Linked DNA regions of Sus scrofa: regions 2, 3 and 4 are each linked to region 1. A link is a contact called in public Hi-C data. All regions are on one chromosome and are shown on one strand. Each heading gives the region's core, a stretch centred on a gene start, on an enhancer-like site or on the middle of the called end of the contact. The rest is flanking DNA. Distances are from core to core; before and after follow the strand shown. Region 1 overlaps PLCB1 (1-phosphatidylinositol 4,5-bisphosphate phosphodiesterase beta-1). Region 2 overlaps HAO1 (hydroxyacid oxidase 1). Region 3 holds the start of HAO1 (hydroxyacid oxidase 1). Region 4 overlaps PLCB1 (1-phosphatidylinositol 4,5-bisphosphate phosphodiesterase beta-1).

Region 1 (3,414 bases), core at 494-2,993:
GAAGTTCCCCAACTGTCAAAGATGGTTAACAGTTTTATTTATATATTTTAAAAAATATATGGCATCATATATGGTTAGCTATCTCTGGTACATGTATATTTTATTTCAGGATGTCCATGATTCTAAAACAGATAAACTATCACTTTTCCCTCTTTCTTTTTCTCAGCCCCGATTTTTCTATGTGGTGCTTGGCTGGCACTGAGTGACATTTGGTGCTACTTTTCCAAGTCCAGAGAGGACCTCACACAAGTCAAGGTAGGGGACAAGAGTTGGGACAGGAACAGGTGCTACAGTAGCACAGCTGATTCCTCAAAAACTGTAAGGTATCAGCTGTATCCTGTGACTTGCCTACAGGCTTATTTGATGGAGGTACTGTCATCTAAACAGTGCACGTATCTTTAAAAATGGTGATATTCTGTTTAAAAGGGTAGGATAAAATGGGTGAACTCTAAAATAATTATGCATAGAAATTACCTCATTCATATATAATGCAGCTTCACATTTAGCCAATATATGGTCATTTCAATAGATTGTTTTTCCTTCTGAAGATTAGGTGGCTGATTCCACTAGCTTAAATATTCCCATTGATATAAGGCATTATGTTCTTCCAAGTTCTGGGCTTCAGTCAGACTCAGTCATATCAATTATGTAACAAGATGTTCAAGTCAAAAAGTAAATAAAGCATACTTTTAAATTGTTGGATTTGACTTCTTTCAGGGTCCACTTGGTGCAATAGCATAAGAAGCCCAGTAGATGGCAATATTGGCTCAACAGTGAGGTAATTTACCATGGGCTAGTACCTCCCCTCCTTGCCTTCTCTCAGCTTCTCAATCTCTATAAATGACACTGCCCCCAGCACTGCCTCCAAGAAGCTGATAAATGTTTTCATTTGGCTGACAAAGTTCAATCGATTACTGAATGATAGCAGCGAGCAAAGTATTCATGAAATAATCTTTAGAGGGAAAAGATGTCTAGAACCAACACAGCTTATAATTTACAGTTTGTTTATTAAAGGGAAGCCACATGTAACTAACTATGATGCTGATACTGTTAGTTGATAAGATGAATCAATTCTACTTTGACTAGAAAACATTCTATCAGAGACACATTCTTTTAAGAGGTTAAAAAGTTTTTATAATCAAGTTTATTGCCTCGAGTTTTTGTAACTTTTTTTTTTTTTTAATTAGAGGGGGGATTCTTTTGATTGAGTAATTTAGGAAGGTGTTTGGCAGAACAGTGCTTCGTGGGTCACAGCAACCCAGCAGTCATTTCAAATAATCCCGCCATTCTCTGACATACGTGGGAAAGAAAGAATTTATCTTCTTTTACTCTATGAGCAGGAAACTGATTTCTCCCTTATACATTTTTAGAGGGAACTTGGAGGAATCTTTTTGAACAATAAAAATTTACTATATTCCAGTTCTTTGACAAGGGTACAGGCAAAGAGCTAGATTTTGGGGGAGGATGTGGCCAACAGGGGCCGTGATAGACGAGCTTTGATATACGAAACATTTCAAATGTTTCAAGTTACATGGGTTTCCGATGCTGAAAACATCTAAGTTACATGTGTTCCTGATGCAAATGGTAAATGAGCAGTGCTCTTTATTCAGGGGCATACCTACATATTAAAATGCTCAAAACTTTCCATCAAAATAAAGATTGCACAACCGAGTTCGGGAGCTAGCTTAGGAAATCTACCCAATTACTAACAGATTGCTTGCTCTTTCTCTGAATTAAGCAACAGTGTTCACTGCCTGTAAAAATCGTTATTTGTGTTATGTATCCAGTTAATAAAAGGGAGGGGACTGGGAAAGGCAGATGGTAAAACAACAAGCTCCCACATGCAAAGGAAGGCACGTTTCCCTCACTAGCATTCAAGAGACAGGATCATCCTGAGAAAGAGGTGGCCTGTGAGTGACATTCATTCCAAAACTGCAAAAAGAACATGCTTACTGGGAACAAAAGTTATTTTTGAAAAAAGAATCAGAATTGCATAATAATGTTTGAAACACCCAGTCAAAAACTACCAAAAAACAAAACAAAACAAACCCAAAAAAACCCCAAAACCTAAAAAACCTTTCAAGGAATTATAAAACATCTGTTGATGAGGATTTTAATCTAAACAATAAAAGTAATTGGCAGTTGAGGTGGAAACATGGAAGAAAAGAAAGAGTCTTGGCCAATCTTTTTTTTTTTTTCCCTGATTGCCCTAGAGTTTATATTTCAATTTTTAAAAATGACTTTTAAATCTTTTTACATATGATTGGTATACAAAGAAGTACACATAGCATACGTGTACAGCCCATAAACAGATCACACAGACCTTAGGAAACAGTACCCAGGACAAGAAACAAAATATAACCAGTGTCCAGAAACCTCCTTGGGTTTCTAGTCATTCTTCACCAAGGGTAACCATCTCCTGACCTCCAATGGTCCAGGTTAGTTCTGCATGTTTTTGTACTTTATATAAATAGAAGCATAGAGTGGATACTTTCTGTTGCTGTTGTTGTTTTGTGTTGTTTTGTTTCATTTTGCATTTGACTTCTTTTACTCAACATTGTGTTTCTGGGATTTGTCCATACTGCTGTGTGCAATTGTAGATCATTATTGCTGCTCATTATTCTGTGGCATGATTATACCATGATTTACTTATCTCTTCATGGGCTAGTCTGAACAGTGTTGCTTTAAGCAATTCCTGTACACATCTCCTGGTGAACAGCTCTATGCATTTCTCATGGGGGTACATCTAGGGATGGAATTCTCTGGGGCCCAGAGGTTCATAGGTATGTGTTCAGCTTAGTTTTTGCAGATGATGCCAAACAGTTTTCCAAAGGGATTGTTCCAATGTCAGCTAAACTTTTTTTTTTTTTTTTTTTTTTTTTTGTCTTTTTTTGCTATTTCTTTGGGCTGCTCCCGCGGCACATGGAGGTTCCCAGGCTAGGGTCGAATTGGAGCTATAGCTACTGGCCTACACCAGAGCCACAGCAACATGGGATCCGAGCCGAGTCTGCAACCCACACCACAGCTCACGGCAACGCCGGATCGTTCACCCACTGAGCAAGGCCAGGGACCGAACCTGCAACCTCATGGTTCCTAGTCGGATTCGTTAACCACTGCGCCACGACGGGAACTCCTCAGATAAACTTTTTAATTGAAGAACTTCCTACATTCAAGCTTAAAGTTTCCTTCACTTGTTTAGCCTCCAATCAGAGATCTTCTTATGGCACATTGTAGATTGCCAAGATTTTGATTAGAGTTGGAAAAGAACTGAGACTAAATGAAAAATAATTAAAAGGAAATAGGTGATCATTTTTGAATTTTTTCCTCATCAGTCATAAGCACCTTTCTTTCTCCCTTCCTCCCTCCCTTCCTTCCTTTCCTCCCTCCCTCCCCTCTTCCTGGTCTGTACCTGAG
Region 2 (3,414 bases), core at 677-3,176, 800 kb after region 1:
CCGCGGCTCTGGCGTGGGCTGGCGGCTACAGCTTCGATGGGACCCCTAGCCTGGGAACTTCCATATGCTGTGGGTGAGGCCCTAAAAAGGACAAAAGGCAAATAAGTAATAAATAAATAAATAAAATCCTGAACATGACAGTTTATAGTCCAGATTTGTAGTAGAAAGGCCCCTTAAGCCTCTCAACATTCTTAAGGTTTTCTTCTATGTTCCAATTACCATCTGTGGATTGATGGTCTAGTTAATATTCCAGTCAATCCCGAAGCCATGGTGAGCAGCTCATCGCAAGAGTATTCCGTGGCTGGTATGCTTTTGTTGTGGGGTAGATAGGTTACTCTGAAGGAGAAGCGTGCCTGGAACAGATGCTATTGGTACCAAGGATATAGCCCCCTGCTTTTTCCCAGTTCTATCAGGACCTGCAGTTTTTTGCCTAATATTTTCTCTGGCACCAGGAGCTGATGGATGGGGGTGGGGTTAGGAGTGGGTGAATGGAAGGGTGTCCCTCAGGCTGATGGATAAATGCCCAGCTCTCTTTGATCAGGGTACCTGAAGCATTTTCTAATCCTGTCCCCCAGGGTTTCCCCAACAGAACCGAGACTCAGTTGTCCTCAGAAGCTACCTGCCCATTAGTAGAGCCTTCTTGGGCTGTCTCCCACCCCCTTTCACCTTCAGACTCCTTTGGTTCATCTTGGGATCATTCCCAAATAAAAGAAAGGCTCATAGCATTATCTCATTGTCAGCTTCTGGAAGAAAGCAAACCAAGACGGCTACTTGAATATGTATGTAGCCACAGGCAAATTTCAGTCAGCATGGAGGAACACTCGTATTTGGTGGAGAGTTCTTCCTTTTCTCAAAACTCAGAAAATCACTATGCGTCTGCTATACGATTAATTATATCATTTCAAAATATGGAAGTCCTCTCAAGCCAGCCTGATCCTTGGGGAGATGGTGAAATCTATGGAAGTTTTTGTGGGGGATTTTTTCCCCCAGCCTCTAAATTATCTGGCCTCTAATCAAGCTTTCTTGTTTCCAGGGTCTTGGACCCTAGGGAGAAGGAGAAATTGAAGCCAAGTTCAGAGGATAGAGGTTAGTTAAAAGCCCTTTCTGGAGAAAGTGTTCCCATTAGGCTGGTTGGTAGGAGCAGGTGAAGGGCATTCAAATCCCCAGGGAATGGTCTGGCCTGAATAATTAGAATAAGCATCTAGAAAGTTCTGGAAGTTGCCAGGGTACCACGACCTCACGTCCTAACTGGTTCTCTAGATTTCTTCACACAGATCTGCCTCAAGGGTTCTCTGGCCTTTCGTCTCGGCCCTGGGGACAGTCTCCGGGGTGAATGAAGCCCTAGAACAGAGCTCTCTTTTTCACACGGCTGCGGCGGTGTAGAGGGACCAAAGAAGCTACTCTGCCTTCGTTTCCAAAATGGAAATGAGTGTAGGATTGCCAAATAAAACACGGGGAGCTAGTGATCATTGAAATTTAGATAAAAACCAAATCATTTGGGTATCCTATGTTTATTTGCTAAACCTGGCAACGCTAGTTACATAAGCGATCTTACCGCTAGAAGTTCTTGTGGGGATCACGTGAAAAGGAAAAGCTTCCTGAAATGGGGCTCGCTTTTTATTTGCCCCCGATATTTCAAGTCCCTAAAATATTTCTCTTCCATACATTAAAACATTGCTTTCAGAAAGGAATACGTGGTTCATCTTAGCGGGAATGAAAATTGCTCTTTTTCCTTGGTTAAAGATGTTTTTGTTTTAAGCTTTTTGCAGGAACCTCAAAAAATGGCTTTAAGGGCCAGGCTGGTAATGTAAAGGTTCAAGGAAGTTAAGAAAATGAAGTTAAGAAAACGTAAGCTCCGTGGTGGAGACTAGCGAACCTGAGATTGCGAGTTCCATTGAAGGAGAGCAGCCACATCTCAGCACTGAGCTAACTGATGCCCCAGGGGAGCGAGGATGTGGGATTGCCAAATCTTCCTAAATGTTAAGAGAAGCCAGAAACCTTGATTTTTACGTGCAATCTCCTGGTTTTTAAATGTTGGCAAATAAATCAAAATTCTTTAAAATACTGTTTGAGGCAACAATGTGTGGGCCAAAGCAAATACTTTTATGGGCTACAACTGTCCCCTGGACTGTCCAGCTGGGGCGTCTGATTTATGTGGAAATTCACCACTAACTAGTTTCACTTTCTGTGGCGGGTCATTCTCACTCTCTAGGATTACATTTCCTCCCTGATAAAGGGAGCTGCTTGTGGAGATCAGTGGTTTACTTCTGGTGCCCCAGAGAAGCTGGAGTTGTTTCCAAGGATGTTAGGGTAGTAGTGTGTGTCACTGAGCCTTCAGCTACTTGTGTTGCTCGCTGGGATTAGAAAGAACAGTTCTTTATTTTTATCTTTTTTGTCTTTTTTGCCATTTCTTGGGCCGCTCCTGCGGCCAAACTCATGACAAAGGCCTGCCTTAGATTGGCTTTTTTTTTTTTTTTTTTGTCTTTTTGCCTTTTCTAGGGCCGCTCCTGCGGCATATGGAGGTTCCCAGGCTAGGGGTCCAGTTGGAGCTGTAGCTGCTGGCCTACACCACAGCCACAGCAACGCGGGATCCAAGCCGCGTCTGCAACCTACACCACAGCTCATGGCAACGCCGGATCCTTAACCCACTAAGCAAGGCCAAGGATCGAACCTGCAGCCTCATGGTTCCTAGTCGGAATCGTTAACCGCTGAGCCACGGACGGGAATTCCAAGAACAATTCTTTAAAGAAAGAGTTCTGCTGCTAAGTTGAAAGAGAAAGAGAGAACACTCAAAACCAGAAAACAGGAGTTCCCATTATGGCTCAGAGTATTAAGAACCTGACATAGTCTCTGTGAGGCTGAGAGTTCAATCCCTGGCCTTGCTCATTGGGTTAAAGATCTGGTGTTGCTGCAAGATGCAGCTTGGGTCCTGTGTTGCTGTGGTTGTGGCTTCAGCTGCAGTTCTGATTCAACCCCTGGCCCAGGAACTTCCATATGCTTCAGGTGCAGCCTTAAAAAAACAAAACAAACAACAACGAAAGCCCTAGAAAACTCCCAACAGGAACAGATAATCTTTATGATTTTTTTTTCAGAATTTGAATAAATGTTTTGGGGCCCTTTTAAAATGTCATCAACAAAAAGAGGGATCCAAGTGGAGACCTGCCCTTCCTTATATTTCTGATATTCCCTTTCTTTCCCTACCTTCTACTCTAAGCCAGGCTGGAGGACATTGACAGGACATGACATCTGCCTACATTGGATTTTCATTTCTTAAAGCTACATTCTTGGGATAGAGAGCAATCAGATATGTATTTATCTCTGGACCTTGCTAAAAACACATAGGCATTTAATAAATTCTCCATACACTTAAAAAATGATACTTCAAAGTCGTGTGAAAAATGATGATAACCAACA
Region 3 (3,414 bases), core at 235-2,734, 780 kb after region 1:
TTCTCTATCCATCTTTGGCTAGCAGTTGTTCTCAAATAATATCATGTATCAGAATCACTTGGAAGGCTAGTTATAGCACAAAAGGCTGTAGAGTTTCTGATTCAGCACAACTGGGGTGGGGCCTGAGAATCTGTGCTTTTAACAAAAGTTCCCTGGTGAGGCTGATTGTTGCTGGTCCAGGGCCACAATTTGGGAAACACTGGCCCTTCAATTCCTTAGTTAACACTAGCACTTGACCTGCTTAAGTTTCATTCTGGAGTGTTAAATTGTCTCTGCATCAAAATTACTTGAGTTGCAAAGTGCTAACAGTTTTAATAACTATAGAAGTTGCAAATAAATGAATAGGTTTCTAAAAGGTCATGCTTTAATCTGCAACTTTTGATCAGTTCTCACAGGAAGTAAGATCTCAGACCAATTTTTATAATGATTTTCTTAGCTGTGCAGTTGAGTTTTTTCTTCTAGAAAGGATTAATGGATTTTCACTTTCCAATAGTATTTCTGAGGCCAATTTAGCTATCATTGAACTGAAGCAAAAAGCAGGCATCTGTGAACTTTGGAATAAACCGATATTGAATTCAATGCTAATCCTAACAGCTGTAAGGTCTTTAATTCCATTAAGGGGTAGTGAGATGGGAAGGAAAGGCAGCTAATACAGGATGAGTTACCAACCAATGGCATTTGTGGGCGACTGAAGCCTGCACCGTAGGATGCACATCTAGGAGTTAACTGCCAGAGGAGTGAGGAATTTCGTATTTATACACCAATTCCCTTAAGCTCTTGGTGTAGGATTGTTCCATGGAGCATTGAGTCCACAGCACTTTAGCCTGCCATGTGGATGGAAAAGTAGGCTCCAAGTTCAAGAGAACATTCTCATACAGGTGCAGGCAGTTGGAATTCAGCAGTTGAATAGCTGGTGAGCCACTTTAAGTGGGGGCTCCCAGGTGGAAATCCAGGACTGACCGATGTCAAAGCCATTGCTATCTTTCTTCTTCCCTTCCTTCCTCCTTTCCTTCTTCCTTCCCTCCCTCCCTCTCTTCCTCCCTTCCTTCCCATCCATTTCATAGGCTCTTTTTCATATATGTGCATGATCCAAATTTGGGAGGAAAATGAGTGGATGGCACATTCTGGGTACCAATTAAATAGCCAAGTCACACACCGTGGGAATGAAGCAGCCTTAGGAAGAACTGAGCCAAGAGGGGTTTCATGCAAGTACTTCTCTAGGTCTTTAATTTTTGACTCATTCTTATGCCTTTTTAACATGACAGACACCTAATCCCCTTCTGCTGCCTCTCCAGCCCAATTTTTTGTGGCTTAGGTGTACCTGCTCTTTGGCAGACAGCTGCAAAAGAAATTTCAAAGTCTAAGCATATGTTTGCTCACTTACTGTAAGCAACAGAGAAGGAAATCTGAACTTTGGAAAAAGTCTATTAATAATTGACAAATAGCAGAATTGTCAGGATGTAGAAAGCAATACAGAAAAAAAAAAAACAAACAAAAAACCATCCTGGCGTTTGCAATAACCCAGGAAAATGTTCACCCGGCTTGTCTGTATCAGTGATTATGAGCAACATGCTAAATCCATACTTCAGAAGTCTATATATGACTATTATAAGTCTGGGGCAAATGATCAGGAAACCTTGGCTGATAATATTGCAGCATTTTCCAGGTAAGAATATTTTTTTAAATCATGCTTTGAGATTACACATGGACATTCTACCAGAGCAAGATCAGTTTCTGTGTTGATAGTGTGAAATTATTTGTCTAGACAATATGCTTATTAGAGAGGGGGCAATTCATGGGGCTGTGAGACATATTGATCTTTAAACTTGTTTTAAAATAAAAATATCCCAAGCCTGGCAATCTTGGACAGCTGACAGAAAAAAAAATCTAACCCTAAGTTTCCTCACTTGAAATGACGTGGATGATTCATTTAACTGTGTATAAAAATAGTGACAGATTCTGACTCTGTTTTCTTTTTCTTTGAGGCTGACAGAGTGTATGTTTATGGTGGAGAAAGCCATTCGTATTAAATGCAAGATAGCCATCTTATCTGGTGGAACCAGATCGGATTGTTCTCTCAAATGTTCTCATCCTTCTGGCTTGCCATTATCATTCATTCTGATTACTATTGTCTAAACTTTCACTTGAGCTTTCAATTGGCCTAAAGAACATTAATCTTTCAGCTTTGCTGTTTCATCTCTAAAGTGCTTCATCTCTCTTCCCAAATTAGTTTTCCCTTGACTTTCATATTTCAAGATCCAACATGGTGGATGTCATGGTTTATGGTTTCTGTTTGTAATAAAAACAAGAAACAAAATAACTCTAAAGGAGTGCTTTTCTCTCAAGGCAGTTAGGAAATGGTTTATTTGCTGGAGCAGGGGAAGAGAGCCTTCAATATACTATAGTCTTTGAAGCTCATTGATCTTTTCTTCCAGCCATTAGTAAAGCCAATGAATGTCATGAGTACTCATTGATGGTGATAAATTAAAGAAAAAAAAGGCAGAAAGTATCCAAAGGAAAGAATCTACCTTCCTCCTTGATTTCTTCTTTAGCCCCTAGAGCAAAATCACTCAAAATCACTTTTCTACTTGTCAACTGGGAGAAATGAAATCATTCTACACAAGGTGGTTGCTGGCAAGCAGACTGATTCACCTGCAAATCAGTGTAGGAGCTTGAGAGTTGAAGTGGGGCCTCCCCTAAACTCCTTCAAGCCTTGACTTTGTCTTGGATTTTCTTTGCAACAAAAATGGCATTTTAAAAAAGCTAGGGGGAGCCATGGGAAGAGAAAAGTTGGCTGAGAGTGGAGGGGCTTAAAATTCTGCATGATCTTTTTTTCCAACCATTATGGAATTTTTTAGATCCTTTTGATATTTTCTGCTCTTGAGAGATGCTCGTTTTTGGACCTGTTTCAGCTGTTCGCCAGGTAGTGTGGTTTGCCTCTTAGTAGTCTCCTGAAAATGACACTTGAACCCAAACAGGTAATTTTAACCAGGGACATTCCAGGCCTTTGACAATCTGATGGCGTTGGTATCTCTTAGCATGACTCAGGTCGAAATACTTAGGTGACCATCTACTCCATTAATATATGATCTTCCTCAGCCTTAATGCCCTTCACCTCACGCTAGTTGATTAATTACCTTACACATTGAGAATCTCAATGGGCTAGACTCAGTACTGCATGCTGAGGATAAAGCAGTGAGTGACAGAAAGTTCTTGTCCACAGGCATTTACATTCCAATGGAAGCACATTGACCTTTGGCCTCCATAATGGTAGTAGGTTGAATTGATGCAAAATGGACATAAAACAATCAGCCCAGTGGGGGCCTCTAAGAGGGAGCAGAGGGGTGCAGCAAAGCAGGCAGACCACCTCTATCCTACCCCAGAAATTCTAGAAATCTTGTGAGACCTAAGTTC
Region 4 (3,414 bases), core at 577-3,076, 570 kb after region 1:
GATGGAAAGAAAGGATTGAGCAAATATTGTGAAATGAAAAGCAGATGCAGGTTGCTTTTCATTCTCTTTGAATACTAAATATTTTTCTTATTTTAAACAATAATCTGTTTCTCCATTTACAGTAACTTACTTTCTTGATAAATGTATAGAGATTTAGCTGACATCCACTATGTCTAAGCATATACCTAAGCTTTTTTTTTCTTTTTACAGCCGCACCTGCAGCATATGGAAATTCCTGGGATAGGGGCTGAATCAGAACTGTAGCTGAAGCCTGTGCCATAGCTTGTGGCAATGCAGGATCCTTAACCCACTGAGCAAGGCTAGGGATCAAACCCACATCCTCATGGAGATTTTGTTGGGTTCTTCACGTGCTGAGCCACAACAGGAACTCCTCTAAGCATTTTTTTTTTCCGAACAAAATTAAAATAGGGAGTTCCCGTTGTGATGCAGTGGAAACAAATCCAACTAGTATCCATGAGGATGAGGGTTCAATCCCTGGACTCGATCATTGGGTTAAGGATCCATCACTGCCGTGAGCTGTGGTGAAGACTGCAGACGAGGCTCATATGCTGAGTTGCTGTAGCTGTGGTATAAACTGGCAGCTGTGGCTTGGATCTGACCCCTAGGCTGGGAACTTACTTATGCCTGTGCCACAAGTGGGTCCCTAAAAAGCAAAAAAAGTGCAAAAAAAAAAATCTCCAAATTGAAAGTAATGTGAAAAAAATAATAAAATCAAATATCAGAACATAAAGATATCAGAGAGGAACATGAAGAACTCTTAAAGAGTCCAGCCTTCTTTATATGCTATTTAGTTTTGTTTTTTTTTTTTATAGAAACTGAAGGCTTCCTTAAGATCTCATGTGCAAATCTCAGAAATATATGCTAGTTCCTTTCCTTACTGATATGCAGGGACATGAGCTCTGACTGAAGGATCGGACATGGAAAAGATGGGGCAAGGGGAGCATCGTGAAATCTGTCTGAGCAGATGGAATTTATGATTTGAGCTGAAAAGCCTGCTTGAACCTCACATTAGCTCTGGCAGCAGGAAAAACTAAGGTTTTTCAGTTACCAAAGATTTGTTATTTAGGTGGAAACCCACAGCATTAGTCAACAATTCACAATCAATCCCTTTCCATTTTGTTAGCACTGCTTGTTCATGATAACATGAAACAATCCTGATAAAGCAGCAGTTAACTCCAGATTACCAAGTTTGACATAAAAAAAAAAAAGCAAAATGTTCCTTTCTCATTGAAACAGTCATTGCAGGTAAATATCATTCGAAGCTATTCCTCAATAGGCTAAACTTTCATGGGAAGGATTGGAGATATGTTAATAGCCAGAGTAAATTACCCTAATGCACCATGGGTGAGAATATCAAAGTCAGGCAAGATAAGAGAGAAAACCTCCTAGAGGAAAACATATTCCAGAAACCTGTGCTCTCCTAGTCTGCTTTGCTCTGCCAATAACAGCCTAGGCATTGCATTTCCTTGCTCAATTACTAGAGTTTTGTTTAACTGTTTTCTTCGTGGCATTGCCTACACCTGCTTTGCTTCCCAGGCTTTACCTCATCAACGTCCATCTAAACTAGAATGAATCACTTCTGTTACTGTTGAAGAGGGTCCGTTCAGCAATAATAAAAGTGCTTGTCCCGGCTGGAGAACAAGCTTTTGTTTTGTTTTCATTGAAAATAAAAAGAAAATAACTTGATTACATCACAGACAGGCAAAACCGATCTATGGAGTTAGAAGTCAGGAGAGGGGGTGGAGGGGCTGGGGGTGGTGGTGCTGACAATGCTCTTTCTCTCGCTGGTGCTGCTCCCAGGAGAATGTTCATTTTGTGGAAACTGACCCAGCTGGGCAGAAGATTTGCATGTTTTACTTCACGGATGTTACACTCTGATAAAAAGCTTAAAATAGCCTTATTGACTCACTTTGGAAAACTTATCTTCTTGGACTATCATAATCAGTGTCAATGAGAAATTCACAAAACCCCTCTAGACAATGCAAACAGACAAATCCGGGCATATGTAAGTGACATTTTAGAGGGTACCTGCCAGCCTTCCAGTCAAAAAAAAATCCACATATCCCCCAGGGGCTGCATTTGGATCGACCATCTACCAACCAGAGCTGTGTTTCTCTCTTTCCCATACAACCTTTCCAGAGTGAACACTGCTAACTGTCCACCTCATAAACCTTCTCCTCCGATTCCTCATTCATCTCGGCAGTCTCATCTTGTCATCATTTTGGAAACTACAACTGTAGATTTTACGTAGTGCAGAAGTTCTAACTGAGCGTCTGTGCAGGATGCTGGGAAATGTGCAATATACTAACATGGTTTGTTATTACTATTATTACCTATTTTAGCCCTGGGTTTTTCAGTGGGGGAGGGCAGGGCAGTAGAGAGGGAAGAGGGAGCTGTTTCAAATTCATAGGGAATTAGTGCAAATCCAAATCTCAGAGCTTCCTAGTCTTTTTCTCAAACAATTTAGCCAGCCAAGCAATTATGATTTTTGAATGTAAAATTAGACTTATGAGACAGGATTATGACGTGAGCTGTTTTATATATATATGACTTTTATATATTTATAACTTTTACATATATAAACATATATAATTATTTATAATATATATATCATTTTATATATTTATCTTTTACATATAATTTTTTTCTTGCTAAATTACCCAAGTTTTGTGTAACTATTTCCTCCTTATTCTGAGCACTTGTGCGCTTACTCTGTGTGTGTACATTTTCTTTTCTTGTTTTTTTGGGCCATGTCTGTGGCAATGTGGAAGTACCCAAACTCAGGGATCAAACCTGAGTCACAGCAGTGACCCAGGCTGCTGCAGTGACAATGCCAGGTACTTAGCCCACTGCCACAAGGGAATTCCCATATATTTTTTAAGGTTTTTAAGTAGAAATAAACTTTTGGATGCTTTAGAGTTGACTTGCTCTAAAGAGAAAAGATTTTGCTTTTTACATATCTTCATTTTCTCTGAAATACCTGTATTTTTTAAAAGGGTAAAAAACTGATTTTTTTTTCCTTTTCAAAATATAAAATATGAGAATCAAGCACACATTAAAGGGAATGGAAGGAAGGTCTGGATCTTTCCACTTGTAGAACAAAAGAGTCACCCAACACATACTGACCTCTCTGATAAAGTTCACGGCCATCTAATTACTGGGGGATAATCACTTCTAAAAACATATCGAGTGTTATGTGTCAAGCGCCACACAAAGCAAGGCACGTGCCTTCCCTCTTTAATGGTACCAGCTCTTCTGTGCAGTAGAAAACACTACAATCCTCAGATGACACACGAGGAAACTGAAGCTGAGATGCATTAAGCAACTTACCCGCGGTAAGCTCTGGATTTGGAAGGTGAAAGTGGAAAAACAGAAAACAAGCAAATGAGAAGC

What was found. A called contact is a pair of places that touch in the nucleus more often than the background predicts.
Region 2: a Hi-C map of liver shows a contact between it and region 1, with 2.8 times the contacts expected there. The contact joins two enhancer-like sites. A contact is called at or near these places in 21 of 47 Hi-C or Micro-C datasets (adipocytes, blood, brain and 13 more) and 2 of 2 datasets of contacts at active chromatin or transcription factors (alveolar macrophages and skeletal muscle).
Region 3: a Hi-C map of subcutaneous adipose tissue shows a contact between it and region 1, with 4 times the contacts expected there. The contact joins the promoter of HAO1 here to the enhancer-like site in region 1. A contact is called at or near these places in 25 of 47 Hi-C or Micro-C datasets (adipocytes, alveolar macrophages, blood and 16 more) and 2 of 2 datasets of contacts at active chromatin or transcription factors (alveolar macrophages and skeletal muscle).
Region 4: a contact with region 1 is called in a Hi-C map of liver, with 6 times the contacts expected there. The contact joins two enhancer-like sites. A contact is called at or near these places in 4 of 5 promoter capture datasets (fetal liver, fetal skeletal muscle and liver), 23 of 47 Hi-C or Micro-C datasets (alveolar macrophages, brain, embryonic fibroblasts and 12 more) and 1 of 2 datasets of contacts at active chromatin or transcription factors (skeletal muscle).

The regions. Positions count from the first base shown.
Region 1 is chr17:17,585,005-17,588,418 of Sscrofa11.1, reverse strand. The region is part of intron 14 of PLCB1 (1-phosphatidylinositol 4,5-bisphosphate phosphodiesterase beta-1); the gene reads right to left. Among named protein-coding and RNA genes, the nearest start is that of PLCB4, 330 kb to the left of the region's middle. Within about 2 kb of position 1,743, at least 9 of the 83 cell types and tissues checked have an H3K27ac peak or open chromatin away from gene starts, as enhancers often do. A contact at or near this core is called in liver and subcutaneous adipose tissue, where this site is marked.
Region 2 is chr17:16,784,798-16,788,211 of Sscrofa11.1, reverse strand. All of the region lies in intron 2 of HAO1 (hydroxyacid oxidase 1), which reads left to right. Among named protein-coding and RNA genes, the nearest start is that of HAO1, 16 kb to the left of the region's middle. Within about 2 kb of position 1,926, at least 8 of the 83 cell types and tissues checked have an H3K27ac peak or open chromatin away from gene starts, as enhancers often do. A contact at or near this core is called in liver, where this site is marked.
Region 3 is chr17:16,800,530-16,803,943 of Sscrofa11.1, reverse strand. HAO1 (hydroxyacid oxidase 1) reads left to right here and starts at 1,484. Exons shown (of 8, transcript NM_001243431.1): 1 at 1,484-1,666. The coding sequence starts at 1,530.
Region 4 is chr17:17,012,128-17,015,541 of Sscrofa11.1, reverse strand. All of the region lies in intron 1 of PLCB1 (1-phosphatidylinositol 4,5-bisphosphate phosphodiesterase beta-1), which reads right to left. Among named protein-coding and RNA genes, the nearest start is that of PLCB1, 6.6 kb to the right of the region's middle. Within about 2 kb of position 1,826, at least 6 of the 83 cell types and tissues checked have an H3K27ac peak or open chromatin away from gene starts, as enhancers often do. A contact at or near this core is called in liver, where this site is marked.